Regions from separate parts of the Mus musculus genome. Here region 2 is linked to region 1. The links are chromatin contacts, called in public Micro-C maps. All regions are on one chromosome and are shown on one strand. The core of a region is the stretch at or near the end of the contact, and the rest is flanking DNA. Distances in the headings are between cores, read along the strand shown. Region 1 holds the start of En1 (engrailed 1). Region 2 holds the start of Tmem163 (transmembrane protein 163).

Evidence for each region. A called contact is a pair of places that touch in the nucleus more often than the background predicts.
Region 2: a Micro-C map of embryonic stem cells shows a contact between it and region 1, with 9 times the contacts expected there. The contact joins the promoter of Tmem163 here to the promoter of En1 in region 1. A contact is called at or near these places in 1 of 39 promoter capture datasets (embryonic stem cells) and 1 of 484 Hi-C or Micro-C datasets (embryonic stem cells).

Annotation. Positions count from the first base shown.
Region 1 is chr1:120,600,577-120,604,143 of GRCm38.p6, reverse strand. En1 (engrailed 1) reads right to left here and starts at 1,657. Exons shown (of 2, transcript NM_010133.2): 1 at 223-1,657. The coding sequence starts at 1,111.
Region 2 is chr1:127,676,090-127,679,656 of GRCm38.p6, reverse strand. Tmem163 (transmembrane protein 163) reads left to right here and starts at 1,636. Exons shown (of 8, transcript NM_028135.2): 1 at 1,636-2,226. The coding sequence starts at 2,028.

The DNA of each region.
Region 1 (3,567 bases), core at 408-2,907:
ACTGGAGCCTCCTGTGCGTGCCAATAGCTGTAACTTCCTTGGTCGAATAGGCCAACATGGCAGGGCAGAATCGAGCACAGGATCGGTTGTGACTAGGACCCGGGGCAAGAGAAATAAAACGTGAAGCTGATGGAGCTTCAAACTGGACTCTCCCGGGCGTGACGGCTTGAAATTCTAGAGCATGGCCTGGACACATATGCACATCCCGGCTCGGGTACTCACCAGAGGACGGACGGTCCGAATAGCGTGTGCAGTAGACCCAGGCGGGCCACACTAGGGGTTGCTGTGAGTCAGTCTTGACCACCGGCCCACCGTTAGCCGAACCCATGAGTAGGATCGCAGGGTTGTGTTCCGGGAACTTGGCGCCCTGCGCCCCGGGACTCCCCGCGTTGCCTCCACTACCACCGCCACTGTCCGAGGGCTTCGAGGCTGCTGCCGCCGCTGCCGCCACTGCCGCTGCAGCCGCTGCTGCGGCCGCGGCCGCCGCAGCAGCCGGGTTCCCGGCTTTGGATGCGCCGGCGCTGACAGCGGTGGCGGGCTGGGAGCCGTCGGGTGGGCCACAGTTCGCATCTGGAGCACACAAGAGCGAGGCAGCCCCCGAAGCTCGTGTGCCCAGAGAGTGAACGGGGTCTCTACCTGCACCAGTCTGGCCTCGGTCACGCTCCACGCGGCTTCCTCCTCCTGCTGCTGCGCCTCCTCCGGCTGCAGCCGAAGCCACCAGGAGCTGAGGCAGGGGCTGTTCCTTTTTGCAACCGAAATCGGGCCTTAGGATGTTATCGATGAAAAAGTTGGTGGTGCGGTGCAGCTGGGCCGCGGGCTGCGGCTGGTGAGCAGGCGCCGCGAGATGCTGCGGTGGCGGCGGCGGCGGCGGCGGCGGGGGCGGGGGATGCGGGGGGAGGTGCGGGTGATGGGCCAGGGGCGGCAGACAGGGTGCCGCAGGAGGCGACGGGGGCGCTGGCTGCGGGGACACCGGCACGCTGTCTCCATCGCTGCCGCTGCTGCCGCTGGCTCCTGGGCTCAGACTCAGACTGAGGCCGCTCGGGGCCGCCGCTGCCACCGCGCCGAGGCCCGAGTCGCGCTGACTTTTAGGCTCCGGCTGCTGTTCTTCCATGCTCGGCCGCCCGGCAGCCCTGGCCGCGGCGCCGGCCCCCGCCCCCCGCGCCTCGCTCCCCACCCCACTTTGCCAGCGGGCCCGTGGGGGTGCGCGGAGAGGAAGAAGGCAAAGCGAAGCCTCAGCGAAGGCACAGGGCGGATGCAGGCGGAAAAAAGAAAGGCGAGCGTCTGGCCTGGCTCTCGCCCGCTCTGGTGGAGCAAATCTCGCTCTCTCCCTCTCTCTAATTTGTAGACATCCAGATACAGTGAAGACACTTGGCTATTATTTTCTTTTCTTTTTCTTTCTTTCTTTTTTTTCTTTCAGCAACAAGATTTCAGTGATTGGTCTTAATGGGGGGATAAGCCACGGCTCAGAAAAAAAAAAAAAGAGGGGAGAAAAAAAAAGAGAAAAAGGAATTTTTTTTAAAGCTCCGAGACTTTTTCCTTAAAGGGAAAAAAATAATCTTTAAAGTCTAGCCATCTTCCTAGGCAGTAGAGGGGTTTGACTTCCCCAGTGTCACGCTCAGCTGTGCCCAGAGAGCGAGGCTGGCAGCGCCTTTAATCGTCTTTGCTTTTTTGCAGGGAGAGCGCGTCTCCGCCAGTGCCGGGCTCCCTTTTCCCCCCTGAAATCTCTGACAGCTCGGATCTTTGCACAAACTCTCTCGCTTAAAAAAAAAAAAAATCACCCAGGCACACTTTTTGCCTTCAAACCGGAAGCACGTGAGTCAGGGCCGCACGTGTGTGAGACCAATGGCGAGCCAGAACTCGCGCTGACACTCAGGGTTCGGCCCAATGGGCGCGCGCGGGACTTTGCGGATAAATAATCCGGGGGCGGCGGCCGTGGGTGGAGAGGGGGTGCAGAGGCTCAGGCCCCGTACGTCCGGCCTGCCCTGCCCCCATTTGTGCCCACGCCCCTCCCCCCTTCAGATCCGGACTGAAGAGGGCATGAAGAGATCCGAGAAAGCTAGAATTTGGGATGTAGACAGATAAGAGAAGCAAGTCCACAACTTGTTGGAGAAATACAGGACTATGGGTTCGTGTGTGCTGGGAACAACGAGAAGCGGCAGGGATTTGGGATACCATACACCCCCCTCCCCATCCCCGGTCGCCGATTTAGTTTATATTCTTATATTCCCACGTTCTCTCTCTGTCTCCCCCCCCCCTCTCTCTCTCTCTCTCTCTCTCTCTGTGTGTGTGTGTGTGTGTGTGTGTGTGTGTGTGTGTGTGTGTGTGTGTGTGAAAAACCAAGAGATCGGGCATGAGCGAAAGACTTAGGGCTAGCTACCTTCAGAGGTGTCGTTTGTTTCCCACTAATGGCAAACCCAAGAGGCCTGCTACACCTTGCTGGCACTGTTGGTTTGTGTCAGTGGCTAGCCACACTGTCGCTGAGAGATTCGTAACTATGCCCTTCCCTGTCTGGATCACCAACACCCACAAGCTGTCCGGACGCTGTGGAGCCACGTCCAGAGGCCATAGAAGAGCCCTAGTGCATTCTGCCCTTTTCTTCCTTGGCTAAGGGAAATCCGGATTGCCCTAGCCCGGTAGAGTTGTCTCAGAAGAGCACCTAAGCCAGGCGACATGATGTGCCTCCTTGCAAGGCCTAGGTTTGGGTTTCAACTTCAGTGAAACCTCTGTGTTAGATTTCCCTGCAAAGTAAAAATCAGAACAATAAAACTACCGCGCTTCAAATGTTTGCCTTGGCCGGCTGAAGATTCAACAACGGGTTACCCTAATTCTAAGCTGAATTCGCTGGAATTGCTGCCCACTCCTGGGCATCTTGGGGTGGGGCCCTGAGCACTTTCGCCTCCAGTCGCTTCCACGCTGCTGTATTCTGGGCATTTCCTCTTTTCCCGAGTGAAATACCTCAAAAGTTTTTCCTCAACCCAGGTTAGAGAGTGAAGGGTGATGCTGGACGCCGGAGAGATTTCCTGGAGAGCTGTTTTGGAGGGTCGGGTACGAATAGACTGTTGAAGCCTTCAGTCCAAGAAAGCCTTCCACAGAGGAGGCCTTTCCCACCCAATGTCCTGTTGGAGATCCTGGCAGAACTACACTTCCCTGATCACCATCCCCAAATGTCATAGTTTCTGACTACCTCATAAGAGTTACACTCTCTACCCCTAGTTAAAAAAAAAAAAGTAAGATTTTATTTACACAGAGGCTAGATTGGGAAGAACATACAACCAAACCCACCAGTCTAACCGGAGCAATGATGCAAAGTTTGTCCTGGACGAAGAACAGAATTCGCCTTTTGCTTGGCTGCCTCTCAGGCTCAGCCGAGAATCTCCCGACTTCTCTGGGCCGGGTTTCCAAAAAGGACTGGGCTGGGGCTTGGTGGCAAGAACCTCTCCAGAGTTGAGTCTCTGGGGCCACCGCGGTCTCTCCAACTTTCTGAGGCTTCTCCACATCTACTGTGCTTTCTTGTGGGTTACCTTCTGCTTCTAACCCAAGGGCTCCCCGAAATCTCCAGTTGCCCTC
Region 2 (3,567 bases), core at 387-2,886, 7.1 Mb before region 1:
CCTGCTGTGCAGCGTGTGTGTGCACTGGGGGTGCGGCGCCTGCAGAGAGGGAAGATGTTCCCGGAGAGGGGCATGTTTCAAGACTTCTAGCCAGACCTCAAGAACAATTGAATCACACAGCAAAGGAAAATGCTTGTTAAAATACCAAACAAATAAATGCACAAACAAACAGATTAGAGGTGGGGACGCAGCTCTGTGCTAAAGCCGGTGCTAGCTCTTCTGCTCCTGTCCCCAAGACCACAGTGAAAAAGAAAATATAATTTTCAAAAAAGCAGAATATTAGGAGGGGGATGAAGTCTAAAAGCCACTGCGTTAACGTTTCAGCCAACTCTGTTGCAGCCTGTGACATCGACCTCCACAGTGCTCAAGGCCTGGATATTTTTGTTCTTGGGGTGATTCTTTGACTACCGTTGAGAGGGCAGCCAATGGAATCATCTGGAACAAAAAAGAAAAAAGAAAAAGGAAAACAAAAACAAAACAAAAAACAACCCCCACAATCCAGGATGCGAGAGGACGGAGGGCTCTGTACATGTGAAGCATTTGTACCAAGAACAGCGTCAGGATCAGTGGTAAAAACTCTCTCTCTCTCTCTCTCTCTCTCTCTCTCTCTCTCTCTCTCTCTGTGTGTGTGTGTGTGTGTGTGTGTGTGTGTGTCTTAAGCCCAGTGAACATGGCGTTTAATTTTCTTTAAAGAAAAGAAGGGGCTGTTGAAAATTTCATTTTCTTCATAGGAAAAAAAAAAAAGGAGTGTTGAAATGACCTAGTTCGATGCTTTCAGTTTACAGTTGAAATTATTGTTTAAAAAAAACACAACGGAAGACCGAACTGGAGCCGAGATCACTCAGATCTGATCCCAACAAAATGTGACTCCCTTCTCATCTCTGGAACCCCACAGAGACATTTAAATCATATCCTGACTTCTATGTTCCCTGGCAGAGCGGAAACCAAGAAAGGAAACCGGTTACTCTCAAAAGAAAACAGGGTGGATTCCTTTAAATGAAGGAATTGGCATGTTAGAGTACTCAGATGAAATTTAGAGACTGATACCAACCTATTGATAAAATCTAGACTCTCTAGAGCTCGGATGTAAATGCAATCAATCGGGTCCCCAATCCGTTAGGCGGCCGGTTCGCCTGTGGGTCTTCCCCAGCCGGCCCTGTGGACCAGGTTGCAGCTTCGCTGGGGAGACCAGGCTCACTGCCCAAGTGTGGGAAGTTGTTATGGTCAGAGATGAAGAACAGGGGTGAGCATCCGCAGCAAGGGGACGGATCCTGAACGCTTAGAGAGGTTGACAGATGGATGGGAAAGGCCCAAGGATAGTCGTAATGGGAGGTCTGGGGGAGGGGGGGACAAGCCACGGTTCCAGCAGCACCTCAATCTAAGTTGGTGCAAGAGAGAAACTGAGATGAGAGTTAAAGCCATTTAAGGGCAGCAGATCCAGAGGCTGGGGAACAGGTGAATCCTGGTGCCTGCTTGGGCAGGCGGGGACAAGGTGCAATCCTTGTAGCCTGTGTGGCTCCGGGAGAGAAAAAAGGCCGGATGAGCTGCGATGCCCTCTCTCCTGCCCACGCGCGGCCACAGGCTCCGAGGACTGCAGAGTAATTAGGGTGGAAGGGTCCCTCCTGGGCACCAATCCGCGACGTGAGTGGGGGGCGCGTCCTCCGTCACGCCCTCACCCAGCCCTGCGCTACCCGCAGGCTGGTCCCCACGCCCCCTAACAGTTCCCTCAGCTTCCACGCGTCTGGACCGTCCGGGGCCCTCCCTCTCCACTCGCCTGGGTGCATCGATACCAGTGCCCGGGCTTAGCGCCTCGGGGCGGGTCCCTGCCGCCCGCACCTGCCCCCGGGGGCGGAGCGCAGCGGCGACAGCGCGGCACCAGCCTCCGCCACTCGGTGTGCTAGCGGCGGACCTGCCGCTCACCGCGGTACGGGCGAAGCTCTCTCTCGGTGCCCTCGGTCTCTGGCACTTTGGACTTCGTGTCTCCATCGTGGTCGGCTTCGCCTCGGGGGATCTGCAGCCCCGGCGCCATGGAGCCGGCTCTGGGCAGCGAGCGCCGCAGCCCCCCTGGCCCCGGAGTCCCGCGGCCGCCACCGCGGGGCCACGCGCCCTCGACCGCCGCCCCCGCCCCCAGCCCGGCTCCGATGAGCTCCTCTGTGCAGTCTGATGAGGAAAGGCAGCCACGGATCAGCGAGAGCGGCCAGTTCAGCGACGGGTTGGAAGACCGAGGTGAGCTACCACCGCCCCGCGCTCCTTCCTCTCCGCCCCTCTCAAGCCACCTGTCCCCTATTTGCGGAGCTTGGTGCAAAGAGCGGAAGCGACTATTCCACCTTTCGGGATCCATGAGGGTCGGGCAGCGGTGCCTCCCGAGAGCCTCTTTCAGTTTTCCGATCTCGGAGGGTGCTTAGGCCAGCCTTCTCCGGTGCTCGCGGGAAAAGTTTGCAGACAGGGTTCTTAGTGTCTTACGGGGGACCAAGGGATTCCTCTCGGTGCTGGGAGATGTGGGTTCCAAAGCATCCCGCTGCGCAAGCCCAGCCACCCGGGGAAAGTTATTATTATTATTAATTAATTTTTTTGGTTAGTGGCAGAGCACCCGGTAGGGTGACAGCTAGGGTCCCCTTAGCCTCTGGACGTGCGTGGGGCCGAAGCTCCCTGGATCCTGGGTCACAGCGGTCACCGCCCCATAGTGTGAGGGTGCTGGCAGAGAGGTTAGGATGTTTGGGGTCTGGCTACCAACCTGATCTGCACAGATGCTATCCGCGCTGATACTTCCTGGAGAGAGTGTGTCCAGCTCTGAGTCCTTCCTTGGACGCTGGCCTTGTACCCGGTGCGTCCCCTGGAAGGCATCACCATCTCCCGCTTACAACCACTGTCTCCTTAGTGGGGCTGCGTCGAACGTTAGGGATCCCTCATTCCCCCACCTGGCTCTCCTTCCCCATCCTGCTCTAGCGGCCTTCAGCTTGGGTTCTTTGCGAAGACGACCGCATCTACACCATTCCCCTTTCTTGCTGCTTCTTAATTGGCCCCCCTCGAAAACTATCAACGGTGCTGCTGAAACCGTTGCTGGCGGATTTGGGGGTCTCTGCAGCACGGTCTTTTCTCAGGCAGCCGACTCTGTACACCTCTATTCATTTTTTTTTCCTTTTTTCTTGGAAGCTTTCATCTGTCGACTGTAGAGTGCTTATATTATTTTAGTTCTGGCAGGTTTCTGTCCTATTCTTAGTACCTCCTGAACATCTTTATATTCCGGTTTCGCGTTGGGATACAGGATCTCTTGCTTAGAGATTCCGAATTGTAGCGTGTGAAACAGGATGACATGGAAACAGATTTCCCAGAGAAACAGCAGAGATGCTGTGTGCGGAACTGGAGCCGCTCCAGCTTGGAACGAGTTCTGCACCCGGGTTGCAGGTCCTTTCCCTGTTCCCACAGAACCCGATAGCCTTAGAGACAGGAGAGTGGATGGCATCATCAGAAAGCCAGAAAAGCCTCTCACTTTAATTCTGGGGTGTGAGAATTACCTTTGCCTCGCAAGATTCAAACATCTCACATTGAAGAAAGATGGATACTCTC